Regions from separate parts of the Capra hircus genome. Here region 2 is linked to region 1. A link is a contact called in public Hi-C data. All regions are on one chromosome and are shown on one strand. The core of a region is the stretch at or near the end of the contact, and the rest is flanking DNA. Distances in the headings are between cores, read along the strand shown. Region 1 overlaps BCAR3 (breast cancer anti-estrogen resistance protein 3). Region 2 has its middle 15 kb from the start of TRNAR-UCU.

What was found. A called contact is a pair of places that touch in the nucleus more often than the background predicts.
Region 2: a contact with region 1 is called in a Hi-C map of blood, with 4 times the contacts expected there. The contact joins two enhancer-like sites. A contact is called at or near these places in 3 of 5 Hi-C or Micro-C datasets (blood and liver).

The regions. Positions count from the first base shown.
Region 1 is chr3:70,714,728-70,722,350 of ARS1.2, reverse strand. All of the region lies in intron 3 of BCAR3 (breast cancer anti-estrogen resistance protein 3), which reads left to right. Among named protein-coding and RNA genes, the nearest start is that of BCAR3, 140 kb to the left of the region's middle. Within about 2 kb of position 3,335, at least 3 of the 5 cell types and tissues checked have an H3K27ac peak or open chromatin away from gene starts, as enhancers often do.
Region 2 is chr3:70,890,347-70,898,021 of ARS1.2, reverse strand. No RefSeq gene overlaps it. Among named protein-coding and RNA genes, the nearest start is that of TRNAR-UCU, 15 kb to the left of the region's middle. Within about 2 kb of position 2,166, at least 3 of the 5 cell types and tissues checked have an H3K27ac peak or open chromatin away from gene starts, as enhancers often do.

The DNA of each region.
Region 1 (7,623 bases), core at 2,086-4,585:
TCCTGAGAAATCTGTATGCAGGTCAAGAAGCAACAGTTAGAACCAGACACGGAACAATGGACTGGTTCCAAATTGGGAAAGGAGTATGTCAAGGCTGTATATTGTCACCCTGATTATTTAATTTATATGCAGAGTACATCATGCAAAATGCCGGGCTGGATGAAGCACAAGCTGGAATCAAGATTGCCGGGAGAAATATCAGTAACTTCTGATATGCAGATGACACCACCCTTATGGCAGAAAGTGAAGAGGAACTAAAAAGCCTCTTGATGAAAGAGGAGAGTGAAAAAGCTGGCTTAAAACTCAACATTCAAAAAAACGAAGATCATGGTGTCTAGTCCATTCACTTCATGGCAGATAGATGGGGAAACAGTGGAAACAGTAACAGACTATTTACTTGGGCTCCAAAATCACTGCAGATGGTGACTGCAGCCATGAAATCAAAAGACGCTTGCTCCTTGGAAGAAATGCTATGACCCACCTAGACAACATATTAAAAGGCAGAGACGTTACTTTACCAACAAAAGTTCATCTAGTCAAAGCTATGGTTTTTCTGATAGTCATCTATGGATGTGAGAGTTGGACCGTAAAGAAAGCTGAGTGCTAAAGAACTGATGCTTTTGAACTGTTGTGTTGGAGAAGACTCTTGAGAGTCCTGGACAGCAAGGAGATCCAACCAGTCCATCCTAAAGGAAATCAATCCTGAATATTCATTGGAAGGACTGTTGCTGAAGCTGAAACTCCAATACTTTGGCCACCTGATGCGAAGAACTGACTAATCTGAAAAGACCCTGATGCTGGGAAAGATTGAAGGCAGGAGGAGAATAGGATGACAGAGGATAACATGGTTGGATGGCATCACCGACTCAATGGACATAAGTTGGAGCAAGCTCCAGGAGTTGGTGATGGACAGGGAAGCCTGGTTTGCTGCAGTCCATGGGGTCGCAAAAAGTCAGACACAACTGAGCGACTGAAGCAAACTGAATTGATGCAGATGATAGCCCTCTAATGGCAGAAAACTATGAGGAACTAAAGAGCCTCTTGGTGAGAGTGAAGGAGGAGTGTGAAAGAGCTGGTTTAAGACTAAATATTAATAAAAGTAAGATAATGGAATCCGGCCCCATTACTGCACAGCACATAGAAGGGGAAAGGTGGAAATAGTGACAGACTGCCTCTTCTTGGGCTCCAAAATCACTGTGGACTGTGACTGCAGCCATGAAATCAGAGGACAGTTGCTTCTTGGCAGGAACCTAGACAGTATGTTGAAAAACAGAGACATTATTCTGCCGACAAAGGTCCATATAGTCAAGGCTATAGTCTTCTCCATGGTCATGTATGGTGTGAGAGCTAGACCATAAAGAAGGCAGAATGCCAAAGAATTGATGCCTTCCAACTGTGGTGCTGGAGAAGACCTGAACGTCCCTTGGACAGCAAGATCAAACCAGTCATCTTAAGGGAGATCAACCCTGAGCTGATGCTGAAGCTGAAGCTCCAGTATTTTGGTCATCTGATGCGAACAGACGACTCATTGGAAAGGTCCCTGATGCTGAGAAAGATTGAGGGCAGAAGGAGAAGAGGGTGTCAGAGGCTGAGATGGCTGGCACCGATGCAATGAACATGAACTTGGGCAAACTCCAGGAGATGGTGAGGGAAGGGGAGGCCTAGAGTCCATGGGGTCGCAAGGAGTCAGACGCGACTGGCGAATAAACAACAGTAACGCCTATGGCAAGCTGGAGGGGGAAGGGTTTTGGTAAGGCCTTCTTAATCTGTCACTCTTGATCACAGAACTGCCACATCGATTGGAACAAGGGTGGCATTTTATGTTGTGTCTCCGACATTAAGACCAAGGGTGTGACAGATAATAATGGTCCACCCATCATATTACCGCAAAAGATCAGAGATTACCCCAACACTAAGACCAAGGGTGTGACAGATAATAATGGTCCACCCATCATATTACCGCAAAAGATCAGAGATTTCCCCGACACTCCTGCGTTTGCTCTTATATTCCATACACTTTCACTTCTGTAACCCCTTCTTGAACCTGTGAAACCTGCTTCCATTTTCGCTCTTTGTCATTCTTTTCATATTTTCCTGGGGCTACTTCTTTAACCTTCAGGAGTTGCCCACCCCCGACACACACTCACATACACTAAGTTATCTTCCTTTTAGACTGAAGATTCTAATTCTTTCTAGCTTCTTCACACATAGCCTTACAGTTATATTAATAGAGTCTCTTTTCTGAGAGAGACTTAAAAGTATATATTTTTAGGAAAGGAACTGATAAGCTACAGCAGAGCTGGGTGATTTTTTTTTTTTAAGAAGAAATGTTCATTATGGATTTGTGATTTTCCTTTTAGAAGAAATGTTTATTATAGATTTTTTTTGTTTTAAAGTAAATTGTTCTTAAGAAAGACAAATTGGAAAATAAATATAATAATAGCATAGTAGGGAAGGCATTGGGGAGACTGTTTTCTCAGATTAACCAAGGTTATATAGGCAAGGCCAGGTTGTAAATAGCACAGTGCCTGCAGACGAAACAGCTCTCCTGACTCCGCTGTTAGCAAGTGTCAGGACAGAGTGTAGCCTTTTGTTCCCACGAGCTCCCTAGTGAATGAATGGCCTTTTCTTTTGTTGTCAGCCCTTGTGGATTCTTGCTGGAGCCACTTGTGAGCTTTTCTAAGACATCTGCAGTTTCTGAGCTTGCTTTGCAGGTTAGATGAAGGGACGGGACTGGAGCTTTACCCTGGAGAGGAGACCAGAGCCCTTGGACTTCTTCCTCTGGGTGTGCACTGGCTACTTAGGAGCCTAGAGCCACTTGGAGCCCCGTCCTTTATGGGGTTAATGCTCCCAAATGCTCTTTCTAAAAGGGGCTTGCAGACTTGACGGTCTGCCCAAGGCTCAGATCTCACAAGACCATTTCCTGCAGTCGGCTGGCCAGGGCTACATTAGGTCACCCTGCAGATTAAAAGAGGAGTAATTATGTGAATTCCAGTGCCAAGAATAAGTGCCCCGGGCTGTGGGGGCCTCGGTGGGGGCAGGGGCGGTAAGGCTGCAGCCCCTAAGCCCGCTTTGTGCTCAAGATGGTTGCAGCCATGGTCACGGTTAAATAGCTGTCTTTGAGGAAAGTCTTTTCTTCCAGCAAGGGAAATCAGTCCAGTCTGCTCTGAATTAGCCAGCTCACAAAGTCATGAAAGGGACTTACAAAAACAATGGCACGCTGTACATTCTGTGAGATTTTAACAAGTTATACGAACCAAATAATGGCCCAGTTGGCTGGCTCTGCAGGTTTTTGCCTGAGTGTGCACATCCAGAGAGCCAGTGCCGCCCTGTGGACCAGAAGATCAAACACTGCCAGCAGTGAATGGGAAACAGCCCTGGGACTCATCTTGGGAGCAAGGAAAGACAGCTCCCATCCAGCTCCTCCCACTCCACCCCAAAAACCTTTTCTACAAAGATTCCTCGGAAGCTTAATGTTACTACAGTTTTAAAAGATTGCTGAGGCAGGGTGAGAAGAATAGGCATGGAGGATATTCTTTCATTTCATGGAATCCTATCCTGCAGGTCTGCGAAAATGTGGCCATTTATAAAAAGTGAAACTTCATCATGAAAACATACGTCTATTTAGAAATCTGTTTGTTAGTGTCTATAGTGGCATTATTTCTAATTGACAAAAACTGGAAAGAGCACCAGTGTCTTTTGACTGCTGAGTGGATAAACTGCAGACCCACACGGTGACATCCTTTTCAGCATTAAGAAGGAATGGACCGTGGGATGCAGATAAAACCTGGCAGATCAGTGGTTGAAGGGGTGCAGGAGGGAATAGGGCAACTTTGGGGGAATGATAGAAATACTTTGATTGGGGTTGTTTCAGATCTCATAGAACTGTACGGAAAGGGGTGATTTTAGTATTTGCAAATTATACCTCACCAAGCCTGACTTTAAAAAAGCAAACTGTAGCCTTAAGTGCTGCCATCTCACTATGGGAGATTTTTGGTTTTGAGATGGGCCATGTCGAACTGCTGACCAGATGGAGAGAGTGCTGAGCTTGTGGGTATTTTTACTGCTTTGGTTCATTCAGCAGATAGTTTGGGACAGATTCTGTATGTTAGTAATTGTCCGGTCAAGTCAGGCTGGGTAGGAGGGAAGTGTCATCAAGAGCCTGACCTGAATGGAGAGGATATATGTATACCATGGCCAGCTTAACCTGGGATGGTGACAGCGGGAATGGAAAGTCAGGGCAGGTGCTGGAGGCCTTCTAGAGATAGAGTTAAGAGTCATTGTATGAGGTGAGTTGACAGTTCCGGCAGGACTTAAATGGGGGTGGTGATGGAGAAGCAGCCGGGGGGGGGGGGGGGGGAAATCCAGAGTTCACACAGTGCTTGGCATCTTGCCCGAAGTCAGTAAGGATTTTAGGGGCGGAAGGGAGATTTTCAATTAAAGACCATGTTACTACAATGATGTTAAGTTAAGCATCTGGGATAGCATTAGCCTGGGGGCTGGGGCAGCGGGGGTGTGCAAGGGGGGTGGGGGGACAGTCGGCAAACTACAGCCTGGGACCAAATCTAGCCTGCTGTCTATTGCTGTAGTCCACAAGCTAAAATAGATTTTATGTTTCTGCATGTTTGTTTGTTTTTTTAAAGAAGAATGTAAAAGTTGTGAAATTCAAATTTCAGTATGCATAAATTTTACTGAAACACAGCCACATCCATTCATTGGTGCATCACCACTTTCTCACAGTGAGGGTGGAGTTGAGTAGTCGTGACAGAATAGGTAGCAAAGCTGAACTGTTCACTGTCTGGACCTTGACAGAAAAGGTTTGCAGACCAGACCCCTCCTCTAGGCTGTGTACACATACACTACCCTTGTTTCCCTTCTGAACAGTGTAGCAGGCTTTCAACAAAAATCTCATCTTTTCACGCCAACACTTCCATGATGCAGTCTTGGGTCATCAACATCACCTTGACCTTGCCTAATGACTGCAGTGAGTCCTTGTGCAAATTGTGTGTGCTTGCATAATCTCAGAGATGATGCTGTTGCAACACTGCGCGGCCTGGACATATTTCGACATCTCGTCGGGTAGACCTGTCTGCTCTGAGTAGCAGTGTCTCTCTAGTCACGTTAGCATCTTCGGCTCTGCTGGGTGAGCAGGTGTGTGGAAACAGCTAGAGTCCTGACTGCTCCTACCTGGCGTTTGTGTGGATAACTCCTCAGGCCAGACGTTGCCAGGACAGCCTGAGATGTATTTTGTCAGTGTCCCAGGTCAGAAGCGAATTCTCCCTACACCCCTGAACTTGATGGTTTGAATCAAGGTCGAAGCCGGGGCTGCCCTCTGGAGGTGCTCGAGGGAGCCTGGTCTGGCCTGTAAGTGGGATATGGCAGGCTCACATGCTTGTTCTGGGCTACAGCCTTCATCTTTGGCTGAAGAAAGAGGACTCTTCTTAGATCCCAATCAGACAGAGAGGCGGTGAAGAGATAACTCACATGTAAGCAAGGATTGAAGCCATGGCCTCTGACCAGAACCAGCTGTATAACTGGGCTTCACGGCCCTCCCCTTGTGGCCTGTCTGTCTCTAAGCTCATCTCCTGCCATCCACCTTACTCACAAACTTTTCCATGCTGGCTTTTCCTGCTGCCCTGGGTCTTTGCCTTTCCTTAGGTTGGAAGGTTCTTTTGTGGTAGAAGAGCTGAGTGGCTTGAAGAGGGTGCTAGATTGCTGTCATGGGTTGAACTGTGTACCCCCACAAGATGTGTTGAAGTCCTAAGACATCTGTCCTAACACCAGTACCTGTGAAAGTAACTGCATTTGGAAAGAAGATCATTGCAGAGGTGATCAAATTAAGGTGCGGTTGTGCTGGGTTGCTTCCCAGGTAGCTCAGTGGTGAAGAATCCTCCTGCCAAGCAGGAGTTGCAGGTTCAATCGCTGGGTCAGGAAAATCCCTGGAGAAGGGAATGGCAACCTGTGGTAGTATTCTTGCCTGGGAAATCCCATGGCTAGAGGAGCGTGGTGGGCTACAGTCCATGGGGTCACAAGAGTTAGACACAACTTAACAACTAAACAACAATCCAATGACTGGTGTCTTACAAGAAGAGGGGAATTTGGACACACAGGGAGCATGCCAAGCAATGACAGAGACAGATCGGGGTTGATGTGTGCGTAGGCTTAGGAACACCGAGGATTGCCAGCAGCCACCACAGGGCAGGAAGAGGCAAGAAAGGTTCCCACCTTAGAGCCTTCAGAGAGCGTGTAGACCTGGGACACCTTGATTTTGGACTCCTAGCCTCCTGAACTGTCAGAGAATATGTTTCTATTTTGAAGCCATCGAGTTTACGGTAACTTGTTACAGCAGCCCTAGGAGACTAATACAGATACACAGCCCCATCTTAGCCATTTCCTCATGATTGTGTGACGCTGGGGCAAGTTCCTAAAATTCTCTGGAGCTCAATTTCCTTAACAATAAATGGGAGAAGTAGGGCTTAAATGAATTAATGCTCGCAAAATTGTTAACACAGTGCCTGCCATGTCGATAACGCAAAGGAAATGCTGGCTTTGTAGCTGTCACCCTAATTCTTGTGTGCCTCGTGCACCCCCATTCAGATTCCACTGCCTCAGAGAGACCTCCCCGACCTCCCTGCTAAAAGCAACTCTCCGGTCACTGTGTTACTACTCCATTATCCGCATAGCACTTGCGCCAAATTCTATAGTTCCGTCAACAACAACAACCAGCTCCTCAGAACTCAGAACTGTGAGTTCTCAGGGCAAGAATTCACATTCTGAGGGCAAGGACCCTTTCGTGTCTTCTTAATAAACATTTAGCAACTGACGGTCTGACTGATGATCCTATACAACCAGATAGGAAGGACATTTAAATTGAAGGGAGAGCCAGTGAGGTTGTTCCAAAGATCTCTCAGTTTCCCAGAATAAGTGGCACTCACATCTCTAAAATTTTTTTCAGGAATTCTTCAGTGATTTTATTTCATGAGAGCAAGGAGGTTCCCACGCCTAACCTCTCTGCTCTTGCCAACATAGTATAGGATAAAAACTTTGGGGTCACAGTTGCACCATAAACACTCACACATTTAGCACATTTAGGCAGAAGTGTATGGTAAAGAGGGCTTCCCTGGTTGCTCAGATGATAAATAATCTGCCTGCAATGCAGGAGACCTCGGTTTGATCTCTGGGTCAGAAAGACACCCTGGAGAAGGAAGTGGCAACCCGCTCTGGTAGTCTTGCCTGGGAAATTCCTTGGACAGAGGAGCCTGGCAGGCTATATCCATGGGGTTGCAAAGAGTCAGACACAACTGAGCAACTTGCACTACTACTGATACTACTATACACTGTTTAAAAGTGTAATTCTGACAACCTCTATGCTTCTGACCTCTGGGATCTTGTTATCAGCTATGGGGTTCCCGTAACTTTTCAGCCTGCTAAATGGGCAGTCAGGCTCTTCAGTATTAGAACCGTTTGCTGTTAAATTCTGCCCCCTAGTGGTAGTTGAATGACACAACAGCACAGCATTTGGCTGCAATACCCCTGTGTATTTTGGGAGGTTTAATATTAAATGTAATGGGCTTCCCTGGTGGCTCAGATGGTAAAGAATTCGCCTGCATTGTGGGAGACCTG
Region 2 (7,675 bases), core at 917-3,416, 180 kb before region 1:
GTCTGGAAGAACGTGGTACCGTGTTGCAAACTAGGTTACAGAGGAATGTCTAGAACCCAAATGATATGCGCTTGCTCATAGCACTGGCTGGATTGACTGGGAATCTGCAAGGAGCAGGACTTGATCGACTCCGAGCTGCAAAAAGATAGATCTTAGAGCCAGGATCCGAAGTCAAAGTAGAGCGAGGTAGAGGATGGGTGAATATAGCTCTGGAGTCAATCTGGAGGTGAAAGCTGGGCGCAACGAAGGAGGACGAGGCAGGAGGAGACCAGGGGCGAGGGTTGAGTGTGCAGAGGGGCACTGAAGCTGAGGGGAGACGGAGCAGGGGGAAGGAATGTTTATCAGCGAAGTTCAGCTGAAAGTCATGGAACGCCTAAAACAACGGAGTTAAAACTTCATTCTGTATTAAGTAACAAAGTGTGGAAGTGAGGCATCCTTAGCTGGTACAGCAATTTCGGGGTGATCAAGGATCCAGATTTCTTCAGTCTTGTTACTTCACCATCCTCAACATGTAGCTTCCACCTCATGGACAAAGATGGCAGCTTAGATTCCAGCCTTTACATCCACACTCCAGTCAGTAGTTTGGAGAGAGAAGCAAAATGAGCTCACTGTCTCCCTTAAGGCAGGGTTTCCCAGTCTTGGTGCTATTGGCGTTTGGGGTCACATTGTCACAGGGCCTCTCCTGTTTAGCAGCATCCCTGGCATCTACCACCAGATGCCAGTGTCACTTCCTTCTTCCCAAGAGTGACAGAAAAAATGTCCCCTGACATTGCTCAGTGTCCCCGGGGAAGCAAAATCTATTCAGCTAGAGAACCACTGCTTGTAATTGACTTCTTGAGGCTGCACCTGATCTCTCTGCCACTGATCAGAACCTAGTCACAGAGGCAACTCTTAGCCACCAGGAGCTGGGGAATGTTATCTTTCTTCCAGCCAACCACGTGCCAGCTAAAACCCAGGAGTTTTATTGCGAGAAAGGAAACGAGAAAAGGTATGGGGAGATTATGAAAGCACAAGGGCTCAGCCAGACTTTGGGCTGCTTCATTCCAAATCCCAGCTCCCAGCTACTGGTTAGCTGCAAGGAGAAGGCTTTGTGGTCCCAGTAGCATCTTAGATCGCTAGGGTAGGAACTTTCCTCCCAAAGGCTGAGCCTTCAGCTGAGAAAGGCAAACACTGGGTTCTCACTCTGCCTTTCAGCGTGGCACCTGAACTCAGGTTTATGAGTATGTTACAAGGCACAGAACTTTGAGTTGCCCTTCACTGTGGAGATCCATTTTTTGCTTCAGTTCCCATGAGACAGCACTAATCGAGTTTCCTCCCCACTCCTCTTCTACTTTCTTTCTCTCTCGTCCTCCTTTCTTCCCTTAGGTGTTCTTACAAGAGGATTGGAAGTAGAATCAGGAGCCCTGAGATCTAGCTTCCTCCTGCCACTGACTTAGGGTGAGACACCCAATTTGTCTGGTGTCAGTGTCTATAAAACTAGGAACTGACCAGATGATCACTGAAGTCCCCCTCCCTCTGAATGTGCAGGCTCTCCAGAGTCCTGTGTCCCTCCAGAACTGTGGGGAGAAGCGGAGAGTGCCTGTCCCTGAAAGGCTATCCTCAGCCCCTGGCAGGGTCTGTGTCTGCCAGGCTCCCCCACCGTGTGAAGTCCCAGCCTGGAAGATGTCACCGGTCCCTCCCACGGGCTCCGGATAGACCTGCTTTGGATGAACGGCACTCTTGTTTTGCTAAGTTTCACCAGCTCAAATCAGGCCAAATGTGCTTACTACAAACCTGTCCTTGTGCCAGGCGGATGGCTGCAGCGCTTCCCGGCTGCCAGCTGAAGGTTGAAATGGCCCTAGTGGTGGCCTCTGGGGTGGTTTTGTTTCGTTGGTCAGATCCCCATGTCCTGGTAAATTCTGTTTCTCTAGTTAAAGTGTTTTCAGTCTTTATTTGTTCAATAAACACTTCTTGAGCACCTGTGATTCCCAGGGGCCCCAGAAATACAAAAACAAATAAGTCACAGGCCCCCCTTTCTGGAATGGCACTGAACCTGGCCTTGCTGGTGCCCCAGCGTCTCGTCCCACCCGACCGTGCAGCCTGTCTCCCTCCACCAGCTACAAGCTGTGCTTGGGATCCTCTCGCCGGAATCACTGTCTCTTTCCCTGTGCAGATTTTGCATTTGCGCAAGCTCAGCCTGAAATAGGACACTGCCCCTACTATACACACACACACCTCTCTCCCTGGCCATGCCTTCCTTCCTCATTATTCAGGTTTCTCAGTTTAAATGTTCCATCTTTTGGGAGACCTTCCCTGACTGTGCTGCTCCTAACCCCAGGCTAAAGTACACCCTCTCTCATATTCACTTAGAGCACCCTGACTTTCCTTTCCAAAGCATTCACCATCTTGTATTCCTGAAGTCTTCTCCCTCGCTGCCCTGCGACCTCCCTGGTGGCACTGAGGAGCCGGGTCTCTCTCAATCACTGCTGGCAGACAGTAGGCCCTCCGTAAATGACACACGGGGCCTTCTCTTGTGGTCCAGTGGCTGGGACACCACGCTTCTCATGCAGGGGGGCTGGGGCTTGATCCCTGGTCAGGGAACTGGCTCCTGCAGGCCACAACTAAAGATCCCATGTGCCGCAATTAAGACCCAGCGTATCCAAATAAATACATTTTTTTTACTAAGTAAAAAAACATAAATTTCACTTGAATGAATACTGCATGAAGGAAACCATGAAAGGGAGAGAGATACAGACAAACACCCTCCATCAGGCACTGCTCCAGGAAGGCTGGCAGAGTGGAAAGAGTCCCTGGCTGCGGGCATGGGGGAGGGATGGGTGGGAAGTCTTCACAGGAAGGAAGAGGAATGAGAAAGGTGAAGAGGAAAGGAAAGAGCAGCCCAGGTAGGAGAAACTGCAGGGGTGAAGACGTGGGGCGGGGCTCTGACATTCCCTGGGCCTGGGGAGACACTCGGCCAGTGATCAGGGCCGCAGACATGGGGAAGCTATGGGCCCCCAGCCCTGGGTCTGTGTTCTCCCAGGAGCACAGGCCAGTGCCTCCCTTCCGCTCTGCCTCTCCCCTCCTGCCCTCCGCCTACCCTGATACTTTGTTTAAGAGCTTTCAGAAGCTCTGGATCTGGAGTCCTTAAGAAGGTAGAGTGGTCCAGTGCGCAGGATTCTCCATTGTCTCCTTTCTCCTCTTCCTCCATCCCTCTCTCCCTCCCTTCCATCCTTCCATTCTTTACCAACTTCAACTCATATTTACCAAGCTCCTTCTATGTGTTAAAAGTTGGAGAGAGAATGTTCCTCTCATTCTCTCTGAAACCTTTGAAAAATGAATCCAGCCAGAAACCAGACAGAGTTCCACTGGGCTGGAGCCGTGGTAGGGGAAGCAGAGGGGAGCTGGCAGGCAGGCAGACAAGAGCAGGAACAGCATCTCGGCCGGGTCCCCAAGCAGGCACAGATTTAGGGGTCAGGTGAGCGGAGCTGCCAGTGCAGAAATGGGGCAAAGAGTCAGCAGGATGAGCTCCAAAGCACTGGCCCTGGACATGGAGGGAAGCTGAGCTCAGGAGAGAGAGAGAAGGGGCAGCTTGAATCCCTGCTGGAAGAAACAGGCAGAGCATGGAGAAGGGCAGGGGATATGCCCTTGTTTCCTTTCCTTGCTGTCTCCTACCAGCGTGACCTCTGGTTCTCTCCCTGAAGAGAACTTAACTTTTAAATGCCTTGGTTGCTTTTCTCTACCAAGGGGGAGCTTAAACCTGCCAATGAAGGCTGCTGCTTAGCTCCTTAGAGCAAAGCAGGGTGGGGCAGGCTGAGTTCTGAAGGCTGGGCTGCGCAGGGCGGGTGCTCTGCAAGTTGATGTATGCCCAGGGCAGCCACCAGCTACAGCCCTGAAATGAGACTGGCTCTGAGGTTGACTTGGGGACATAGGTGTGGCACTCAGTGATTTTCTCTGGTGTTACTGAGTGGGGTTTCCTGTGTACTGGCTCCCTAACTTGACCCTGGGTGTTGAGAGAATGTCGTCCACTTAATGTCACCCAGGGAATTCACCCCAGAGCTGACTGACCTGCTGAGGATTCTCGGTCTGTGCTTCTGAGCTTTGATGGATGGCCTGAGAGCTGAGGAAGGGGATGGCCTGGAACAAAAGCCAGGCATGCCACTCGCAGCCAAGCCTGACAAAGCTCTCTCTCATAGACCCTTCCTCAGGACAGCAGAGCCCTCCTGGGGAGAAGGCTGCCCCTCAGGCCACCGGGGCAGGCAGAACCCAGTGCCCAGAAGGAAACTTTCAATCAGATTAAGTGCCTTTTTTGATGAGACAGAAGGAATGAGGAGGAGGAGAGGCCCTGCCAGGCAGCTCTGGACTTACAGAGGGCACGAAAGAATGTCATCTGAGGAATGGGGAGAGAGGACAAAGAGCTTAGTGTGACAGGAAGCCTGGGAGGAATAAAGCCAGCAAAGGGAGCCAGAGGGGGAGAGGGCCACAAAGAAAGGAGGAGGAGCCCGCCAGGCTGATGCAGGAACACAAAGAGGAGGGGCATGGTGCCTCTAAGTGCCTGGGCCAGAGCGAGGGAGCCCGACGGGAGGGGAAGCTGCAAGGTCAGTGTGTCTGTACACCCAGAGTCATCATCTGAGAAGCCAGCCCAGCCCAGCCCTCTGGGATGGATCTGATGGATCAGAGGAAAGGATGGGCCCCTTTGTTGAGGCAGTCAGGCCCTGCCTGCAGCCAGCCATGGAGAGCCCTGCTGCTGACCCCAACCTTCGAGCACAGCTGCCACATGTCACTTTACGGAGCAGCACTAGTTCTGAGGGCAAAGGTGGAAGGAAGTTGTTTCTGTCCCTACTGTTTTGTTCTTTGGATGTCCTAAACATCCAGCAGGGCGGGAAACAGGAGTGCAGGCCAGGTGTCTGTAGGAAGGAGGGAAGGGGCAGAGTTGGCCAGGCTGCCTGGGAGATGCCTGGGGTGAGGCCCAGGGTTCATTTGTTCATTCAACAAACACATGTTCACCATCTACTAAAAACAGCAAACAAGCCAGAATCTCTGCCTCTTGAAGTCTACTTTACATTGCAGCTGAAAGCTATGGTTTTTCCAGTAGTCATGTACAGATGTGAGAGTTGGACCTTAAAGAAGTCCGGGCAGTGAAGAATGGATGCTCTTGAACTGTGGTGCTGGAGGAGACTCTTGAGAGTCCCTTGGACAATAAGGAGATCCAACCAGTCCATCCTAAAGGAAATCAACCCTGAATATTCATTGGAAGGACTGATGCTGAAGCTGAAGCTCCGATACTTTGGCCACCTGATGCTAAGAGTCAACTCACTGGACATGAGTCTGAGCAAAACTCTGGGAGATAGTAAAGAACAAGGAAGCCTGGTGTGCTGCATTTCATGGGGTCACAAGGAGTCAGACAAGACTTAGCAGCTGAACAACAACAATTGTTCAGTGCTTACTGTGCACCACATGCTAAGTCTTTCCATTCATCTGTTCATTTCATCATTACAGTGTCCTGCGGGTCTGTTTTCCAGTGTCACCATGCCATTTTACTCCCTTCCACAGCCCATATCACTTTCTGACACACTATGTTTATTTCGATTACTTGTCTGTGTCTCTTCACTAGAATGTTAGCTTCCTGATGGTTAGAATTTGTTTCATGCTCAGCACCTAGAACAATGCTTAGCATACAGTAGGCCCTCAATAAATAGTTGATGAATGACAGTACTATTATCCCCATTTTATAGATGAGGAAACTGGGGCCCCAAGTGGTTAAGTAGCTTGCTCAGATTACAGCTAGAAAGTAGCAGAAATGGATATAAATCCAGGAAACTTGGCTCTGGAGACACATAACTACAACAACAGACTACTAGCCCGAGTATAGCGTGACTAGGCCTGAGTTGGGGATATTGTGTGGAAAGGGTGGACCAAAGTATTCAGCTCGTAGGTAGGAAGAAGAAAGCCCTGAGTGGGAGGTGGTAAGCACTGAAGATTAGCTTAGCTCTTTGACATTTGTGCTAAGAGTGCTGGTATTAACCAGGTATGAATATAATCATATAGAAACCAACAGATATCTGCCGAACCCCTTTAGTGTGCAAAGTGCCACACGAGGGGTTAAGAGAAATATCACAAAGTTTAAAGGAGACACTTGGCACTCAAGGAGCTTATAATCTTAATCGCGGAGACAAAGCAGTAGCACACGAAAAGTTGATAGTGAAGTCGGTAATATCAAGAGTATGGTAAAGTAGCATGTGGTTAACAGACAGATCAGCAGCCCAAAGAGCAAGTTCTTCACCCTAAAGGAAGTGGGCGTCTCTGAGGCCTGGGTGGATGGAGAAGCTTCATGGAGGGAATAAGTCTTCACGGGCCCTGGCAGAGCGAGAGGGCTGGGGATGTGAGTAAGGCGGGTGAGGAAGCAGGAGGAGGCTGGGACGAGGAGAACTCCTTGAGCAGAAAGTGCTGTGATGTGGAGCGCTGCGGAGGCGCGGCGCCGCGGAGGCGCTGGGTGGGACTTGCGAGGTAAACAGACCTGGTCAGCTGCACAAGGGAGCCTCAACACGGGAGTAGTAAGGGGAGGATAGAGCCAGGCTGCGGAGGGCTTTGAAGGCAGGATGCAGATGTGACATGGAGCTTCTGGATGTCTGTCCATCTTGAACTAGGAAGGAGCCCAGAGGCAGGGAAGCAAAACAGAAGGAGCGGAAAGGCTAAAACACCTGCGGCTGCGGGCACAGGCCTTAGACTCAGCGTGAGTTCAGATTTCACTTTTGCTTCTTCTGAGTCACGTGAAAGACCAAGCCATGCAACATTTCTTGAGGCTTGTTTCCTGCGCTCTAATAAAAAAGCAATGACAACAGCAAAACCATCTCATTAGGTGCTGCGAAGTTAATCTAATGAGAAACAACGTACGCAACGCACCGAGCACTGTGCTCAGTAAGTGGTGACTTTCACAAGCTATGGACTAGATCCACTAAGAAGGCTTGGTTCTCAGCCCCAAGAACCAGAAAGCAAGGCCAGACCATGTTCCATCCTGGCCTTCCCTCGTGTGACTGACCCCTTTTGACCCCTGCTTTGATGCCCTGGCCCTCATTCCTTCCATCACATATGCAAGTACATACTTGTATATAAGGCTAAATAAAACTCCTGCAGAAACAGGACAGGAAGCTGGAGAGATATCATAAAGTCTCTTTATGTAACAGGAATTCCTGTTCCCAGGATAGTGTTGGTTTAACAGGATGTAGAGGGACCAGGGAAACAGATGGCTGGGAAGTGAATGTTATGGAACAATACAGGAAGGTAGTGCCTTCCTAGGCTCAGGACAGACAAACTAGTTCTATTATTATAGCTGCTGCTTCTGTGCTGCTGCTGCTGCTTTTTTCTTTTTCCTTTATATAGTGTTTGCTTGCCTGCCCCTGAAGGCAGTTTCAGGACTTCAGCAAAATACAAGTTAGTACCTGTTTTAATCATGATAGCTAAGATAGTTTAAGGGTTTTGTTTTGTTCTGTCTTCATTTTTGGAGTTGCATTCCTTAATACTTCAGCCTTAGCTACAATGATTGCTTTGACGTTGTCAATCAAGAACTCAGTGGGCAACAGCTTAAATGCCTTCAATATTACCATCAATTGCTTGATTTTTAAATAGAGTTTTAATTTCTAAAGTATTTTATTAATTATTCACCAATTAAAGCAAAGCTAGAAATTGCAGCTTCATTTCA